Regions from separate parts of the Triticum aestivum genome. Here region 2 is linked to region 1. A link is a contact called in public Hi-C data. All regions are on one chromosome and are shown on one strand. Each heading gives the region's core, a stretch centred on a gene start, on an enhancer-like site or on the middle of the called end of the contact. The rest is flanking DNA. Distances are from core to core; before and after follow the strand shown. Region 1 holds the start of LOC123070582 (30S ribosomal protein S20, chloroplastic). Region 2 holds the start of LOC543074 (two pore calcium channel protein 1-like).

Region 1 (3,168 bases), core at 319-2,818:
GAAAGAAAAACTGCTGCAATTTACGATGATGACTCCCCCAGAAACTAGGCAGCTGCAGCAGGTTCAGCATTCGGAACATACCAACCACGGATTATCTCAATGGCCTTCTTCCTCCTTGCAAGCCTGGACTTGCGATGATCTCCAGTATTCCTGTGCATGGCGCCAACCTTCACTGTCTTGTCGATGGCTTTGTATGCCTCGGAGATCATTTTCTCTATTTCAATGATTTCTTCAGGTTGGGCATCGGCTTTCTTCCTAAGCTTTTCAAGGGCTCTGAAAACCTAATCAAAGAGTAAAAGCTTAGGGCATTTGGTCTCAATATAAAAGAAAACTTCTGGGATTGATTGCTAAATTAAAAAAACTGAATGTTTTGTACAAATGAAACCATCTTCATACCAATAACCAGTACTCCCCTCCGTCCGGAATTAGTTGACGCTCAAATGGATGTATCTAGACATATTTCAGTGCTAGATACATCCGTTTGAGTGCCAACTAATTCAGGATGGAGTTTATATGACATTTGATTTACTAAAATAACACATAACACCTATTATTCAGATGAAGTACGCCACGGAAACTAAATTTGGTGGTTTGTTACTTCTGTCCCCTTCTTCGGATGTTTTGTGGGCAATATTCCGATAATAAATCCACTTGCAATATCTAATTAATCACTCGCCTTGTACAATCAAATTTAATCCGTTTGTTGGTTAATACTACATCAAATCCATCTACATTGACAATAAGGCATGTCAGAATAACAGAATGCAACTCCAAAATGTATTTCAAGTGGAGAAACCAACACACATTTTACAAATTCTTAAACTCCGTTAATTTGCAGTATAGAGTCTACTCTACTCCCCAACCCTCAAAATTCCCCAAAACACAGCAACAAGTGCTTATCTCAAAGCACCTATTCCCCATTTTCACCAAGGCACGCAGTGCCAATTGAGTATTTTAGTGGCAAAACTTGAAAGATGGAGAAAGGGATACGCCCGCCGTTAGGCATTGTATATACCTTCTTCATCCGGGTGCGCATCTCGGCCTTGCGTGCATGGTTGCGAATGCGGTGTCTGTCATTCTGACGCTCCCTCTTCTTGACCGAGTCCGCCTGCCTTCCAGTCTTGGGCGGCTCGGCGGCGCACACCACCTGCAGCCCCCTCCTCCTAAACCTTCCGGTCGACGCCGAGGCTCCGAACCCACCTGACGAAAGCATTCTCGGTCACTGATGAATAAACATAATTTTCTTGAGGAAACTCGAGCGGGGGAAGGGAAGTGCGGTACCGATGGGGAAGGCGGCGTAGGAGGTCGACAGGCGGGCCTGTGGGGCGAGGGCGCGGAGGGAGAGGGAGGCGGGTGCCCGGGAAGGGGAGGGGAGGGAGGCCGAGAGGGAAGAGAGGGAGAGGAGCGGGGAGGTGGCGGTGGCCATGGCTGGAGACCAGGATGGGAGGAGTTCGAGCTGCAGCCCCGTCCTGTGTCAGTGCCGATGATGTTATCTTATCCGGGGAAGTAGTAGGTTTGCTCCCACTGTGGGGCTGAAGGCGGGAAACCGATTTACGCCTACTTTGCACTAAGACGGGGACTGAAGTTAATAATGTCTTCCACAAGGGTGTCTTCAAGCCCATCCCCGAAACGGGCATTGTACTTATCTGTGAATCCGATCCACAGACAGTGATACGGACGTTGGTCATCCAACCATGGCCTCTAAACATCGCCTCTGTTGTTAAGAGCCCGCAAACTCAAACAATAGCATCTCAAACCTTCATGAGTGGAAATATTTAAATGCGACAGTGGTTATACTTTAAATATTATAATCCAACTAAGTTTTCAAATTAAATAGTTCAAACTTGAATTCAACTTTCATATGTTCTAGTTGTCCTCTTTAACCGCCTATAGATGCTCAATCAAATCTTCCTTGAACTGCTCATAAATTGCTCGATGCCGAATTTGTTGATGTATCTAAACAAACTTATCAAACATGACCGGATTTTGATGTGGAAGTTGGATAGGATCACCCATGTTCTCAAATTCCAGACCCCCGGCAACATCTGCGCCCTCATCCTCCACAATCATGTCATGCATGATCATATAACATGTCATCATCTCCCCTGAAGATCTCCGGGTCCCATTGTTTAGCAGGTCCACGAACAACTGCAAAACGGACGTGGAGCACTCCAAATGCCTTCGCCACATTCTTTCTAGCTCCTTATTATCTTTGGTTAAAGTGAGCTCTTTTTTGACCAACGTCTCAGAGATGGTCTTAACGAATGTAGTCCATGGAGGATAGATATCATCAACCAGATAGTAGTCAATGTTCTACTGATGCACATTAACAGTGTAGTTGCTAGGAGGAGGTTGTCCTTCTGATCAACCTAGCAAACATGGAGGCCGCTGCCAAATCCAGTGGTCATGTGATGACCCTTGATCGATCCCTTGAAACCGAGAACATGCTCTTCCGCACACCTCGCGTCTGGAAGGACCGCCTGCATCATCGATGTTTCATCCGTATAATCCTCCTCGTCGGACGACTCAACACAGTGCTCGTACATGTATTCCATGTCCGAATCCATTGCTTCAAAGAAGGGACAAAAAAATTGCACGAGCATTTCACCAAACACTTGCCGGGCGTGGTGACCCCTGCACTGGCAGATGGTACCTGCTCGGTGGATGGACGAGAGGTGTGGACTAATAGCGTGGCGACCGAGTGGAGCGGTGGAGGTCACGAAGGTCCGACAAGGGCTTGGCGGGCGACCGGGGTGGTACAACAGCATCAAAGGAGAGGGAGGAACCAGATGCAGAGAAGGGGACATGGGTAGACACGCGGGGTCCTCATGTGGTTTTGGGTGGGCCGTGGGCGTCAGAGTCTTACATCACGGTGGTCCACACTCTCGTAAAGCCCCCCCCCCCCTAATTTGCTTCTGGTTTGCGAGAAAACGAACACTCAAACTAGTCTGCAGACCAATGCGAGATGGCGTTGGATGGCAAACTGCATCCAGACAATGCGGTTCACACACTTGCTAGCGATTTGAGGGTTTGCATTGGAGATGCCTGTCGGTGTAAAAACTAGTGGATCTCGGGTGGAGGTCCCGAGCTGTGGATCTAGGATCAATGGGGAACAAGAAACACAGAGACATTATTTACCCAGGTTCGGGCCCTCTTGAATAGGTAAAA
Region 2 (3,168 bases), core at 211-2,710, 150 kb after region 1:
TTGCAAGCTTGCTTTTCTTTTCGTTTACTGAGATCATTAATACGCAACATGTATGCAAGAAAACTGTGTGGAGGAAGTAGCTAGTGTCATAATGACTGCAAGCATGCAAGTAGTACTCCCTCCGTCTAGGTGTGTAAGTCATCTTACGAAAACCAAATAATCCCAAAACACTTCGGCGCGGTGCATTAACTTCTACCTTGTTTCTTGTTTCTTCACATATCAACCAATAAGAGACGAAGGGTGTGCATGCTTTTAATGACTTGAGACTACCAAATACGACATGTAGTGGTTAGTTCATTGCATGCAATGCTATTAATTAGCAAATAAACATTAAGGTCTCTCATTTTCCCCTCCTCCTTGGTCACGGTGCACAACCTAAGATGACTTACTCACTAAGCATGGGCTTCAGGATAGATCCTCAGCTTGTTACACGTGCCTGCAGGAAGAGGACAATGCTGAGCATATTTTGATCCAGTGTGTGTACGCTAGGGAAGTTTGGCATGAGGGTCTCCAAGCCCTCAACTTGCAGGTCACGAGGCCAACTGAGAACGACAATTTGCTGGATTGGTGGCTGTTAGCGAGGAAGGGGAGTGTCAAGGCTAACAAACGGGCTTTTGAAACATTTTTGATTGTGGTGACATGGGCCCTGTGGAAACAAAGGAATGCTCGAGTTTTTAATAGAAGAAGCCAATAAAGATCCCCGAGTGAATTGGTAGACGCGAGTCTTCGTGAGCTGCACGAGTGGATTGAGGCCGGAGTTGGAGGTGTTGGGTTGTCACGTTTCGTGAGAGAGTAGGCTTAGGATCTTAGGTGTGGGTTGTTTCCGGGTGTTGCCGAGAATGAATGTGTGCATCCATTCGTAAGGCATCTCTTGTAAATCTTATTCTCTTTTCTATAAAAATATGGTACGCTATTGACGTACTCTCAAAAAAAAAACCTAGACGGAGGGAATAGACAAGTTGCTAGCATGAGAAAATATCATTAATTCTTTCCTTGAATACTGTTGGTGGCCTTATATTGATCCAAAACGCATATTTCATAGTGGTCTTGTATAAGTAAATGTAGGGAGTAACAAAATTGTATCATGGCGCTCATAAGTACACACATAATCATGACAGATCATAAGTACAAACATAATCATGACAACACAAATTCAACCTCACGCTTCTTGGTCGGAATCTTAAGATTCGTAGCAATGCTGTCTGCCCACTGCTTAAGAATTTTTTGCACACCTGTACCAGCCACGTCAGCACGAGAACGGGCGTATTCGCAAAAAAAAAAAAGAAGCACGAGAACGGGCATGCAAATTCTTTTCGACGATAATGCCCCGCAGACATCACCCATCCGAACCCCAGCTGTGCCGAAAGCTACCCCCGCGCATACGTCCTGTACGACCGTCCACTGTCAAAGCCAAACACCAAACACCGGCGTCCACCAATACCGGGCGCTGGTGCCCCGTCTCCCTGTCCGCTGTCGGTCCACGCGCTAATCCCAACGGGATTACGGGCGACCTGTGCTTCGTATGCGGCCAGTCGAGATGGCCGCAACGTGGTCGACTACTACCTCAACACGATCCGTTCCGGTTGCTTCTAATCCCATATTCCCATTTCCACACAACACCTGTTTAAACTAATCCACTTCCGCCTCCGCCTCCGCTTCGGGCTCCACTTCCGCTCGTAGCTTCAGCCTTCAGATCTCCGGTTGCATCTCAGTCTAGCCAGGGGGGGAGAGATGAGCGAAGCGGAGGCGCCTCTCATCACCGAGGAGGCGGCGGAGCGCGGCTTGGCGTCCTCCGGCAGTCGCCGCCTCAGCGACGGGGGCGGCGAGCAGGGCTCTAGGAAGTACCGCAGGCGGTCGGACGCGCTAGCCTATGGCGACCGTTACCAGAAGGCGGCCGCTCTCGTCGACCTCGTCGGTTCCCACTCCACCTCTCTTTGCCCCTCTCTCTCTCGCTCGCTCCGCTGGTCCTCTGCTCCACTTTGCTCTGTTTCTCTGAGCGAACAGCTACGCTGTTTGCTGTAGACTGCAACTGGGAATTCAGATGCTCGAGCCTCCAGGGGCTTTGTGCTGTTGGTTGTTGTGGCTGGCGACTGTGAGTGAGGTGGCGTAGGAATGGTGTTTGATGGATTGTCGGCTAGCATGCTGATTTGGTGCCAAAGTCTACGTGGCCGGGGAGATGGTTAGGAAGCAGAGGTGCTGCTTGATATTTTCTTTTTCTTTTTTGGTTTAGTCTCGGCTAGTTTGTGAGTGTTAGATGCTTATTGTCTATCTGATGAAGTGCCAAAAAAATGTTAAGAATTGATCTAATATTTTACATTATGGAATTTGACATTGTATTTGAACTTATACAATAAAATAATGTTAGTCCTATTTCATAGACATCCTTACACCAAGGGCCTTACAGTATAAGTCCCATTTCGTCTTGCAAGGAAATCAGGGTAACTGAATCTTCCCCTGAAAGCTAGGATGCACTTATCAGACTATGTTGCATAACCTTTCTTTCGGAAAATATTTGTTGGAGCTTCTAATTAGTAGTCTAATTAGTAGTTACAATTATTTGTCGAATCTTCCCCTGAATTCTTTTTGCATCTTTTGACTTACTTGAATGTCTAGTTAGTAGTTACAATTATTTTGGCAGGCAGAAGATGGTGTTGGCATCCCTGAGGATGTCTTGAATGATACGAGGTTCGGGAGGGCAATGAGTTTCTATTTTGTGTATCTCCGGTTGGACTGGCTGTGGTCACTTAACCTGTTTGCTTTGATTCTTTTGAATTTTCTCGAGGTTAGTTCTTTTTTTCTTTCTTACAGTCACGAGGTTAGTTCTCAGAAAGTGGAATCTGTATATTATTTTGTATAGGTTCTTTAGGTCAAGATCGATTTTGTATTATTCTAACAGTGACCAGGCATCTTAAGTGTGGAAACTTTCCATGGTCAAAATAAAGAACAAATTAGGCACAGTCTCATGATTCCCATATGGTATTGATGCGAGTTCTTTCATTTGCATTTCAGAAGCCTCTATGGTGCCGGAAAGATGCTCTACATGCTTGTGATCAAAGGGATCTTTACTTTCTCGGGCAGTTGCCATACTTCAGCAAAACTGAATCACTCATCTACGAGGTACGGCTTTATTCATAAGGGTAGTACTTCTATGCTTCGTCCAAACCTTAA

What was found. A called contact is a pair of places that touch in the nucleus more often than the background predicts.
Region 2: a Hi-C map of leaf shows a contact between it and region 1, with 4 times the contacts expected there. The contact joins the promoter of LOC543074 here to the promoter of LOC123070582 in region 1. A contact is called at or near these places in 2 of 5 Hi-C or Micro-C datasets (both in leaf).

What each region holds. Positions count from the first base shown.
Region 1 is chr3B:500,438,447-500,441,614 of IWGSC CS RefSeq v2.1, forward strand. It overlaps LOC123070582 (30S ribosomal protein S20, chloroplastic), which reads right to left and starts at 1,569. Exons shown (of 3, transcript XM_044493843.1): 1 at 1,282-1,569; 2 at 1,016-1,200; 3 at 1-281. The coding sequence starts at 1,426. The coding sequence ends at 45.
Region 2 is chr3B:500,591,165-500,594,332 of IWGSC CS RefSeq v2.1, forward strand. It overlaps LOC543074 (two pore calcium channel protein 1-like), which reads left to right and starts at 1,461. Exons shown (of 24, transcript NM_001405507.1): 1 at 1,461-1,911; 2 at 2,639-2,782; 3 at 3,010-3,117. The coding sequence starts at 1,732.